2 separate regions of the Mus musculus genome follow, and region 1 is linked to region 2. Evidence: chromatin contacts called from public Hi-C data. All regions are on one chromosome and are shown on one strand. The core of a region is the stretch at or near the end of the contact, and the rest is flanking DNA. Distances in the headings are between cores, read along the strand shown. Region 1 overlaps Stxbp4 (syntaxin binding protein 4). Region 2 overlaps Gm34850 (a long non-coding RNA gene).

Evidence for each region. Hi-C and Micro-C count contacts between places; a contact is called where the count stands out from the background.
Region 1: a Hi-C map of group 2 innate lymphoid cells shows a contact between it and region 2, with 3 times the contacts expected there. The contact joins two enhancer-like sites. A contact is called at or near these places in 5 of 484 Hi-C or Micro-C datasets (the HPC-7 cell line, bone marrow-derived macrophages, group 2 innate lymphoid cells and 1 more), 2 of 115 datasets of contacts at active chromatin or transcription factors (bone marrow-derived dendritic cells and double positive thymocytes) and 2 of 9 other capture datasets (adipose tissue and pancreatic islet).

Annotation. Positions count from the first base shown.
Region 1 is chr11:90,613,896-90,618,734 of GRCm38.p6, reverse strand. The region is part of intron 4 of Stxbp4 (syntaxin binding protein 4); the gene reads left to right. Among named protein-coding and RNA genes, the nearest start is that of Stxbp4, 22 kb to the left of the region's middle. Within about 2 kb of position 2,829, at least 7 of the 459 cell types and tissues checked have an H3K27ac peak or open chromatin away from gene starts, as enhancers often do. A contact at or near this core is called in group 2 innate lymphoid cells, where this site is marked.
Region 2 is chr11:90,461,820-90,466,891 of GRCm38.p6, reverse strand. Gm34850 (a long non-coding RNA gene) reads left to right here. Exons shown (of 3, transcript XR_880134.1): 3 at 2,296-3,509. Among named protein-coding and RNA genes, the nearest start is that of Gm34850, 8.5 kb to the left of the region's middle. Within about 2 kb of position 2,576, at least 19 of the 459 cell types and tissues checked have an H3K27ac peak or open chromatin away from gene starts, as enhancers often do. A contact at or near this core is called in group 2 innate lymphoid cells, where this site is marked.

The DNA.
Region 1 (4,839 bases), core at 1,580-4,079, 150 kb before region 2:
GGGGGAGGGAAAAGAAAGCAAGCAAGCAACAAACGAAACTGTCTCATTTCCTGATCTGCACTAATTCTCACTGACTTGGAGATTCAGCATCTGCATAAGAGCAAGATCTAGAGTTAAGAGCAGACGTGCCTGGCCTCCATTCCTTCGTCTCATCCTTGGTACAGAAAGTGTATGACAGCATCCGGTTCTTTATCTGCTGGACCAAAGTTTAAACAAAACTCCATAGCGCCAATAGACTATGCTATTGGCATTATCATTTCTTTGCAGTTTTATTTATATTAGCCTAGCTATCATGATAAAGGATCTTACAAGCTTATTCTTATCATTATTCCTTGAGGGTGGTTGTTAAATAAATAGTCCCACTTTAACCCTTCTCCCACTGCAGACACCTGAAAACAATTTGTCTTTTCAGTTGGGTTTTTATTTCCTCCCTATGGAAAAAAAAAGTGAGTTTCACCAAAATCATTTTAATGACTGAGCTGTTTCAGGTTTGTTCATCTCACAAGGCTTCTGTGTCAGCTTGACACAATATAATAATCTGAGAGGAGAAAAATGCAAGTGAGAAATTGTCTCTGTAAGATCCAGCTGTAGGAAAGCTAAGGTATTTCCTTAATTACTGTTTGATATATGAAGGTCCAGCCCATTGTGGGTAGGGACACCCTTGGGCTGGTGATCCCATGTTCAGTAAAAAAGCAAGCTGAGCAAGCTGTAAGGAGCAAGCTAGTTAGAAGCGCTCCTCTGTGGCTTCAGCATCAGCTCCTGCCTCCAGGTCCCTTTTCTGTTTGAGTTCTCGCCACCACTGTCTTCAGTGATGGACATTACCCGCAAGTGTGAACGAGTAAGCCCATTCCTCCCCAAGCTACTTTTGAGTGTTTCTTCACAGCAATAGAGACACTGAACATCTCTCCAATACACTTTTTAAGTTCTAAGTTATTAATGGTTTAAGGTATACAATGATAGATATATTTTAGCTATTCAAATTAAGTTATTAGCTAAAAGACAATTTAATGTTAAAGATAAACAAATTGAAGCCCCTCCCACCAATCCTTTTGGTAAGAAGTCGGAGGTTCACTCTCATTTCAGTTTTAAAGCTTAGAGATGTGGGCTGGGAGAAGGGAAGATATGGGGCATTTAGTATAGTTTAAGCTGTTTGCTTGCCTGCTTACTTGTTTGAGACAGAGACTTTAATGTTTTAATCCTGGTGTACCTGGCACTCATTTGTCACCCACACTGGACTCCAACTCATGTCGATTCTCCTAACTCAGCCTCCAAATGTTCACTATTCAAGGCACAGGTCACCATGCCTTGCTGCTTAATATACTTGGGGTAGGGTGCAGGAATAGTTCAAGGTGCCTGAGAAATAATACAGGTCTACCTTTAAAACAAGGAACAATTAATTTATCCTTTTTATTTCCACAAATATTTAAAATTAGACTAATAAATTGAAAGCAGTAATTTTAAATGGCTTTATCTGCAGTAAACCATAGCAAATTAAGAAACTATGTTCATGATATATATGCCTTTTCTTTTTTTAAAAAAATTTTTATTAGATATTTTCTTCATTTACATTTCAAATGCTATCCCAAAAGTCTTCTATACCCTTCCCCCACCCTTCTCCCCTACCCACCCACTCCCACTTCCTGGCCCTGCCGTTCCCCTGTACTGAGGCATATAAAGTTTGCTAGACCAAGGGGCCTCTCTTCCCAGTGATGGCCGACTAGGCCATCTTCTGCTACATATGCAGCTAGAGACACAAGCTCTGGGGGTACTGGTTAGTTCATATTGTTGTTCCACCTATAGGGTAGCAGACCCCTTCAGCTCCTTGGTTACTTTCTCTAGCTCCTCCATTGGGGGCCCTGTGTTCCATCCAATAGCTGACTGTGAGCATCCACTTCTGTATTTGCCAGGCACTGGCATAGCCTCACAGGAGACAGCTGTATCAGGGTCCTTTCAGCAAAATCTTGCTGGCATATGCAATAGTGTCTGCATTTGGTGGCTGATATATACCTTTTCTTGTTAGTTGAGGTGTGCAAAATCCATTCTGATGGATTGTTTTCTTCATTCACCACTAGAGAGCAGTGTGGAGTTATTAATGTTCAGGTCATGTGCAAAAGAAAACCAATTAGACAAAAAGTGTACAAGAATAAATAATCCTTGGCTCCTTATGTTTATTTTAATATTCCTTAAGATGGAATGCTGTGAGTAAACACAGAACAGATGCAATGTTACTGCAACTGGTTTTGATACTAATATGCTACTAGGGACCTTGATTCTGTTTTAAGCTTTCAACCACACTTGGGAGTCAACCACACACAAGATAGATAGATAGATAGATAGATGATAGATAGATAGATAGATAGATAGATAGATAGATAGATAGACAGACACAAGATAGATAGATAGATAGAGAGAGAGAGAGAGAGAGAGAGAGAGAGAGAGAGAGAGATAGATAAGTTGCCCAGGCTGGCAGATGGATCAATTGTTAGTTATTTTCAGAATTTTATGTGTCCTTTAACTTGACTATAATTTATTAAAACTCCTCTCTCTCTCTCTCTGTCTGTGTGTGTGTGTGTGTGTGTGTGTGTGTGTGTGTTTGTACTTGATTTTCTATGTCTTGACTAAATGTGTGTAGTACCTATGGATGCCCGAAGAGGACGACAGGTGTTCTGTAGCAGAATTCTTGTTAGCTCTTGTAGCTATACACTGAGAACAGCCCCACAGGTCCTGAGTAAGGAGAGGCGAGGATCTGAAAGCCCTTTCTCCCGCATGAGCTGGTCTCTGGCAGTCTAGAGCCCTCCGAGGCCGCCTTAAGCCTCTTGCTAACCTCAGCACTCCCTTGATCAGCTCTAACTTCCTGGTACAAATCTCCACTTAGTTCTCCTAGAGGGGTCCTAGGTGCAGCACTTCTGAGGCACAATCTGTGATGCTTAACCTCGCACCTTCCTCTCCTTTCTTCCCAAACAACGGCCTCTTTTCAATGGCTGTTCAGAGTCATGTCCTTCCTCCCATATCATTAAGATGTACCAGTTATCTTAGTATATACTGCTGACCTTTTTACTCTCTGTCTCTTAAACCCATTAATCAGTCAGGCAGCGCGCGCATGCACAAGCTTGTGTGTGTGTGTGTGTGTGTGTGTGTGTCTGTCTGTCTGTCTGTCTGTCTGATATAAGCACATGTGTGTATATTTGCTGGTACAATTACATGTATGTGTACACGAAAATGATGGAGGCCAAGGTTAATGTCAACCATCTTTATTTGTCACTCTCTACCTTAATTTTTGAGACAAAGTCTCTTACTGCTCTTAGATCTGGCTAATTAAGCTAGTCTGGCTAGAGCCCATTGCCTATCTCTGCCTTCCCAGCACTGGAATTGCATACACTTTATTATGTGTGTGATGGGGGTCTGTACTAGGGTTCTCCTGCTTGCAGAAAGGTGGGGTTTTTTTTTTTGGCTGAGCCATCTCTCTAGGCTCTGTCTTTAGGTTGTCATTGGCTTTTGTTGCAACTCTCAGTAGCTTTATCTACTCTTAATGCACCTTGCCTATTTCCTCTCCCACAAAGCTACCTTAGTATTATTAGTAACCTGTACGCCCCTGTGTAGACTGCTTCTGCCTTCAGCTCTTCTTTTCTCTAGCTCTACCCTTACAAGCTTGTCTTCCCTCTTTCTGAAAGAGCCATTCCTTCCTTATCTCGGTCTAGGTATATTGTTTCAGGACCAGTGCCTCCTTCTCATTCTACTGTTCCAGATATCAGTTTATAAAGCAGTTGGCAAAGGACTTGTTTCCTGTCCTCCGGTGCAAGTGCAGATAAGGCCAGGTTTTGTTTTTCCTGTATGTGTGGCTAGTTCTTGTTCCAGTGCTTCCTATCAGCTGACTCGGTGTCTAATGGTGCATCTGTGTCCCTGATCGCTTTAGCTCAGTCTAACCATTGCTCATTGTACCTCTTGATGGCAAAGACTCCATCCGATTTCTTCATCATCGTCATTCCCTTAGTGGGAGTCACTCAGATACTATTAATGAATGGCTTTGCCACAGTCATTCTGTCACAGTTCTCTCCACTATCCACTGCCACCAGCTTCCTTCCAGACCAAGGTTCATCTCCTTAGCCCTGTGTATCAGAGCATTGATAACATTTTAAATTGTTTGAATGATTGTTTTTCTCTCATTGCTAGTAACATAAAGAAGAACGCTTCTGTGTTGATTTGAAGGAACTTTGTGTATTGCATATAGTTGATCCTTAAGACATGTTCAAAATACATAGAAAAGCTCTCTATAGAACATGCACATGTAGCTATGTACTCTGCCTGTTTGCCTGGAAGAGTATATTTCCTCTCCTGCCTCTGAAATTGCAATGGCCCTCTGAGCCACTGCCATAGTATCCTCGGCAGCATTCTTCCTCGCCACATAAAGACATAATCTCATACAGCTATTTGTCATTTTACGTTTGATCGATTGAACAATTTATGTCAAGCTTGTAAGTAAAGACAAAGGTGCCACTGACATAAGTGCCCACGTTAGTAATGGTCACAAACTGGGGAGGGCCATATTTCACTTTCCGATTGTAGCTCCTTGGAGCATATGCTAAACACATTGCTGAACTAGGGTTAAAGCATTTGGATGCATGGGAGGGCAAAGCTTCTGGTAGACAGAGCCCAGTCCCATTGGTGCACACTGAGGGAGCAGTAGCCAAGACAGTTCACGTTGCAATGTCACGCTCTTCTTTGATGTCATTATTGTTTCCATTATGGTATAGCGTGATGATTTCCCAGAGCTCTGTCCTGGACCGCATTCATTTATTAGTGAGCTGTTATATTTTTTGCAGTGTGCAGGGGAAACAACCA
Region 2 (5,072 bases), core at 1,327-3,826:
CATCTACCTCCTCCTCCACAACTCTAGATCTGTGTGTGTGCACAGCCACACCAAGCTTTTAACATGGGTGCTGGGGATATGAACTCATGTCCTCACACTCACATGCGGGCAAGTTACCAACTGAGCCACCTCTGGAGCCCCCCTGTCCTTTCCTCCCAGGTATGGAGGACCAGCGAGCAAGCAACAACTGTGCAAGGAAATTTTACAGATGGTGTTTTGGTGAAGTGTCTCAGCCTTCCTTTATGCCTAAGAGAACAGTCAGATCTGTCCTGCCGGCCACAATGGATTGTTGAAGCTGTGCATGGCCACGGACAGACTCTGGCAACTATAAAACACATTCATAATTCCAAATAATGTTGCAATGAAAAGCAAATGTGGCTGACACTTTTATAGTTTCCATGGAATTCTTTGTAATCCTCTGACCTGCTTCCCAAAGCTTGGGGAGAAAATAGAGAATAAGCACACAGGAGCTGGTACCCCGAGAGGAGTGTGTTCATCCCATTGCTTTCCCAGTGGAACACTGTCCTCCTGGTTGTGTGGTACATGATCACCACCCAAGAATATGAACTGATGAGCAGCTGAGTAGAGATTTGTTTTCATTTTTGCAAACCCTTTTATGACCACAGAGGGGATAACTAAATTAATGCCATATGCCTGCGAAATCCCTCTGACAGCTTTTGTTGTAATGGAAGATGACAACGGTTATCAGAGCAGAAGGAACATGCTTGAGAAAAAGTAAATACCAAACACCTTTTGGGAAACAACGCACCTTCTCTGACCTTTGCAGCTGCCTAGCTCTCTAGAGTGTGGCGACCAGAGTTGACTGATGACAGTTAGCCAGGATTTCCTCTTGCTTGAAAAAGTTTGCCTTCCCCCTCTCCCTGGGTTGTGCAGAATTTTAAATGTCACAGTAATCACATTTTTCCCCCAGGATAACATGAAATATCACTAGAGCTTAATGGAGATGAACCAATGATCGAATTTAGTTGCTAGTGATATATTGAATTAGAGGAATCAGATCTAGCCCACAAGCTGTACAACCTCTGAATTTTGTTAACACAAATAGGAAATCAAGTGATAAAATCTAGTGTTTCTGAGTCCCTTACCATACATGCAATCCTGTTCCAAGTACTTTATACCTATCATTTAAGCCCAATAGTCCTTTAGGGGGCATTAGCATTCCCATTTAATAGATCAATTCAAATGATGAATTTGTTGACCTACACAAAGCCATGTGATTTGTGGATATGTGACTATCTCTCGTGAAAGCCATATGTGCTTGGCAGCATTACGTAAGTGCTATAAGCCACATTGGCAGAAGGCAAATAACATCTTAGGATATCAGAGGGTTGCATTAAGTAGATTACATGCAGCACATTGGTTTAGTGCTTGCTATATATTAATCTCTTACCACACTATTCAGGGTTCTCCGGAGAACCAAAAGAAAAGAAAAAACAGAAGGAAGGAAGGAAGGAAGGGAGGGAGGGAGGGAGGGAGGGAGGGAGGGAGGGAGGGAGGGGAGGAAGGAAGGAAGGAAGGAAGGAGGGGAGGAAGGAAGGAAGGAAAGAAGGAAGAGAGAGAGAGAAATGTGTGTGTATATATAGAGAGGGAGTAGATTGATAAGCTAGGTAGATAGATGATAGGTAGACAGGCAGATAATAATAATGAAAATATTATGAACATATGAAATGAATATATGAATAAATTTGAAGACAGACAGGCATATATATATATATATATATATATATATATATCACTGGTCCAACTTTTAGACATTTGCTCTAAATTGAGATTAGAGTGCCACCAGCTATCGCCACACTTCCCCAAGGGATCGCTCACAATTAATCAATGAACTAATGACCAAAAATAGAGAAAGATGCCTTTTTATAGTGGACATCATAAATAAACTTTCAGAATAAAGCAGTGTGCTGAAACAAAAGCTTTAGCTGTTTTTTACGCTAATGTGAGTTGTTAAAAATATAGTTTCATTGCATTACTAAGACTTTTTTTTAAAAATTGAATCATATTTCAAGTAACTTTAGTAAGTCAAAGCATGTAAGTTTGTGAAGAAAGGGGCGTGTAAGGGAAATACATCCTTATTAACATTAAGTGCGGGGCTCACAGACACACTTGACTGCCTTTTATCTGGGTACCAGGGAGCCGAACTCGGGTCCCCACGCTTGTGTGGCAAGCACTTTGCCCGAGGAACCATCTCCCAACCCTCTCTTCTCTTTTTCTTTCTTCATTCTTCTTGAATGAAGCAGATCCACAGGCTCGTTTTTTTTTTTTTTTCAGATGTCAAAAGAAGTCAAAAAAACTTCAAAATTGGCCCAAAATAAAAAGAGCATATTCGTCAAATCAAAAGAAACCACAAAAGACACCGATTCAAGTGAATCTTAGGCTCTGTGAAGCACAGGAAGAAGACACTGATGTCAGGAATTGCCTTATGCAGATAAAGTGCTTTGAAATTTTGTTCCAGACCTTGAGTGAAGTTTCTGTCTGCCTCTGGAGTATATTGCTCTCACCGATGAATAGGACGCTATGAACTTGCCCTTTAATTGGCTGGTCAAAAAAGTAGGCAGCACATTCACTCATGGAGTGGATGACGTACAGAGAGGGACTCCAGACAAGCATGCATAGGCAGAAACCTTGCCGAGCAGAAGATGCTGCCTTAAGTTAGAGGTCAGGCTCAGGAAGGAGTCAAAGAGCCCATTGTGCTGCTGAGAATTACCCACAGCCAAATGCATGCTGAGCCTTGCTTCCTGCACGGCGGATACTGCTTACAGTCCCGTGATTTTAAAAAATAACTCTTTCTTCGTACATCAGAGATTACCACAAGTCACAGACCTTGTGAGCCAACCCGAACCTGGCTGGTGTCAGAGACTGACCATCTATTATCCAAGAGCTGTCTCCTCCTCCTCCCAGGAAGGATTTAGGAACTGCAGGCTGTACCATTGACAAAGCTTCCCCCCAAGATGATGAAGCTGTAATGCAAATACATGAGATTCCCGCCAGAGGAACCTGAAGGAGGGCGATGAAGTATCAGAAGAGGACAGGACAAGGGAAGCAACTCACAGCCCTCCAGAACTGTCAATCAAGGATTTAGAGGGATTTAGAAAGACAGTTTTAAAGGGAGCATCAACCTTTCCTATCATGTTTATAGCAGCCAAACATAAGATTTAAAGATGCTGGCTTTCACAGAATGACCCAGAAAGATTAAATCAGAGCCAACCTCAGAATTAAGTGTGCCAGATGCTGCACTGAGCCCTACAATCATCTTGTTTAATCTCTCTGACGTCTGTGATGGGTACGGTTATCATCTCTCCATGACAGGTGGGGAAACTGAGGCTTTGGCCTTATGCAACTCTAGGACCAAGCAGAGGGGTGTTGAATCCACTATTAGGTGTTACCTCTGAAATGAAGAAATGGTAGGTACCATGAGTGTCCAGTAAATATTAATTAAAGATCTCTCATGTTGATCAGGCCAAATAAAAGCATGATTGGATTAACAGAGAGCTGGCTCTGAGCTGTTATGTAACATGGTGTATATTACTTGATGTATCTGGGTAACATTATCTTCATCAGAAAGATTAGATGTTGTGTGGGTAAAAGGACATGAGGAATAAGGCATACAATTCAAATAAGCCATGCATTATGTCTAAACCAGAGTCCCCACTGTCACTCCGATCCAAGCTCCAGCTGTCTGAAATTACTTCTCTCCCCTAGAACAAAGGCACATGGGGACTGGAAAGACACAATCCTTCCACTCCTCGGTCCCCTGTGGCTTGGCGGAGAAGGGCACTGTTGTAACCAAGAACGGCCCTTCCTCATAACCACCACTGTGTTCTCACCACATGATCTTCTTGGTTCCAGTCAAAAGCCCTGTGCCCACTCCTGACTTGAAAGGACCCACAGAGGATTTTTCTCTTTGCTTAGCTCTGTGGCTCTTTCCTAGCAGTTGGAATACAGAAATATTTTCCACCCAAAACGACCACATAATGACAGGAAAAAGCTGTTAGACTCTGTGCAGAGGGAAACCATCGTCTCGAGTGTTTTCAGACATTCCTTTGCTTTATTTTAAAAGGAATCCTCTCTGTTTCCTTTAAAGGCATTAAGGAGAAGTGACCGGTCAGGATTCACTGGACCATAGACTTGGTTACTTTTATATCCATTCGTATCCTGCCCCGCAGGGTTCATTTCTCTGCTTCACTCAAGAACCATCTGTCTCAGTCGTACTCATAGCCCTCATCTACCCAGACTCTCAAAGTCTGAGAGTCTGTCTCCACGTTCCTCAGGTAGACGTCTTCGACACTCTCCATAGGAACAAATCCTATGTAAAGCCTAAGGTCATGGTTTCTTCCCCAGAGTTTTTCATTAATTAATTTATTTATTCACTTTACATCCCAAGCCCAGGATAACAGCCCCTTTCCCTCCTCTCCCCCAGTCCTCCCCTCCCATTCCCTTTCCCTATCCCCCCTCCTCTTCTCTTTAGAGAAGGAGAGACTACGCCCCTGGATACCAACCTGTCCTGGAACATCAATTCTCACCAGGACTAAGTGCATCTTTTTCCCACTGAGGCCAAGCAAGGCAGCCCAGCTAAGAGAAGGGGATCCAAAGGCAGGCCACAGAGTCAGAGTCAGAGTCAGAGACAGGCCCCGCTCCAATCATTGGGGGACTCATATGAAGACCAACTCCACATCTGCTACATATGTGTAGGGATTTCATGTATTTTCATTACTCTGCCTGAGAGCCTGAATCCAGGGATCCACCCAACAGATACTTGGAAAACATGCTGAAAGTAAGCTTCGAAGTATCAAGGAAACCATTCACTAATAGACTAAGATGAAAATATATTATGATGAATGTATTTCTAATAAAGGCCATCCTTTCTTAGAAATGTAATTGTGAGTGATCATTGTATTTCCTCTTGAGGCTTCATTAAATATGTGCCCTGAACAACCTCTGGGTATAGAAAAGTCAAGAGCAATTTATCTGGGAGAGGAAAAGATGGATATTTTGAAAATCCAAATGCATTTGCTTGAGAGCCTACTTTGAGTCTCACTGCAGTCCCA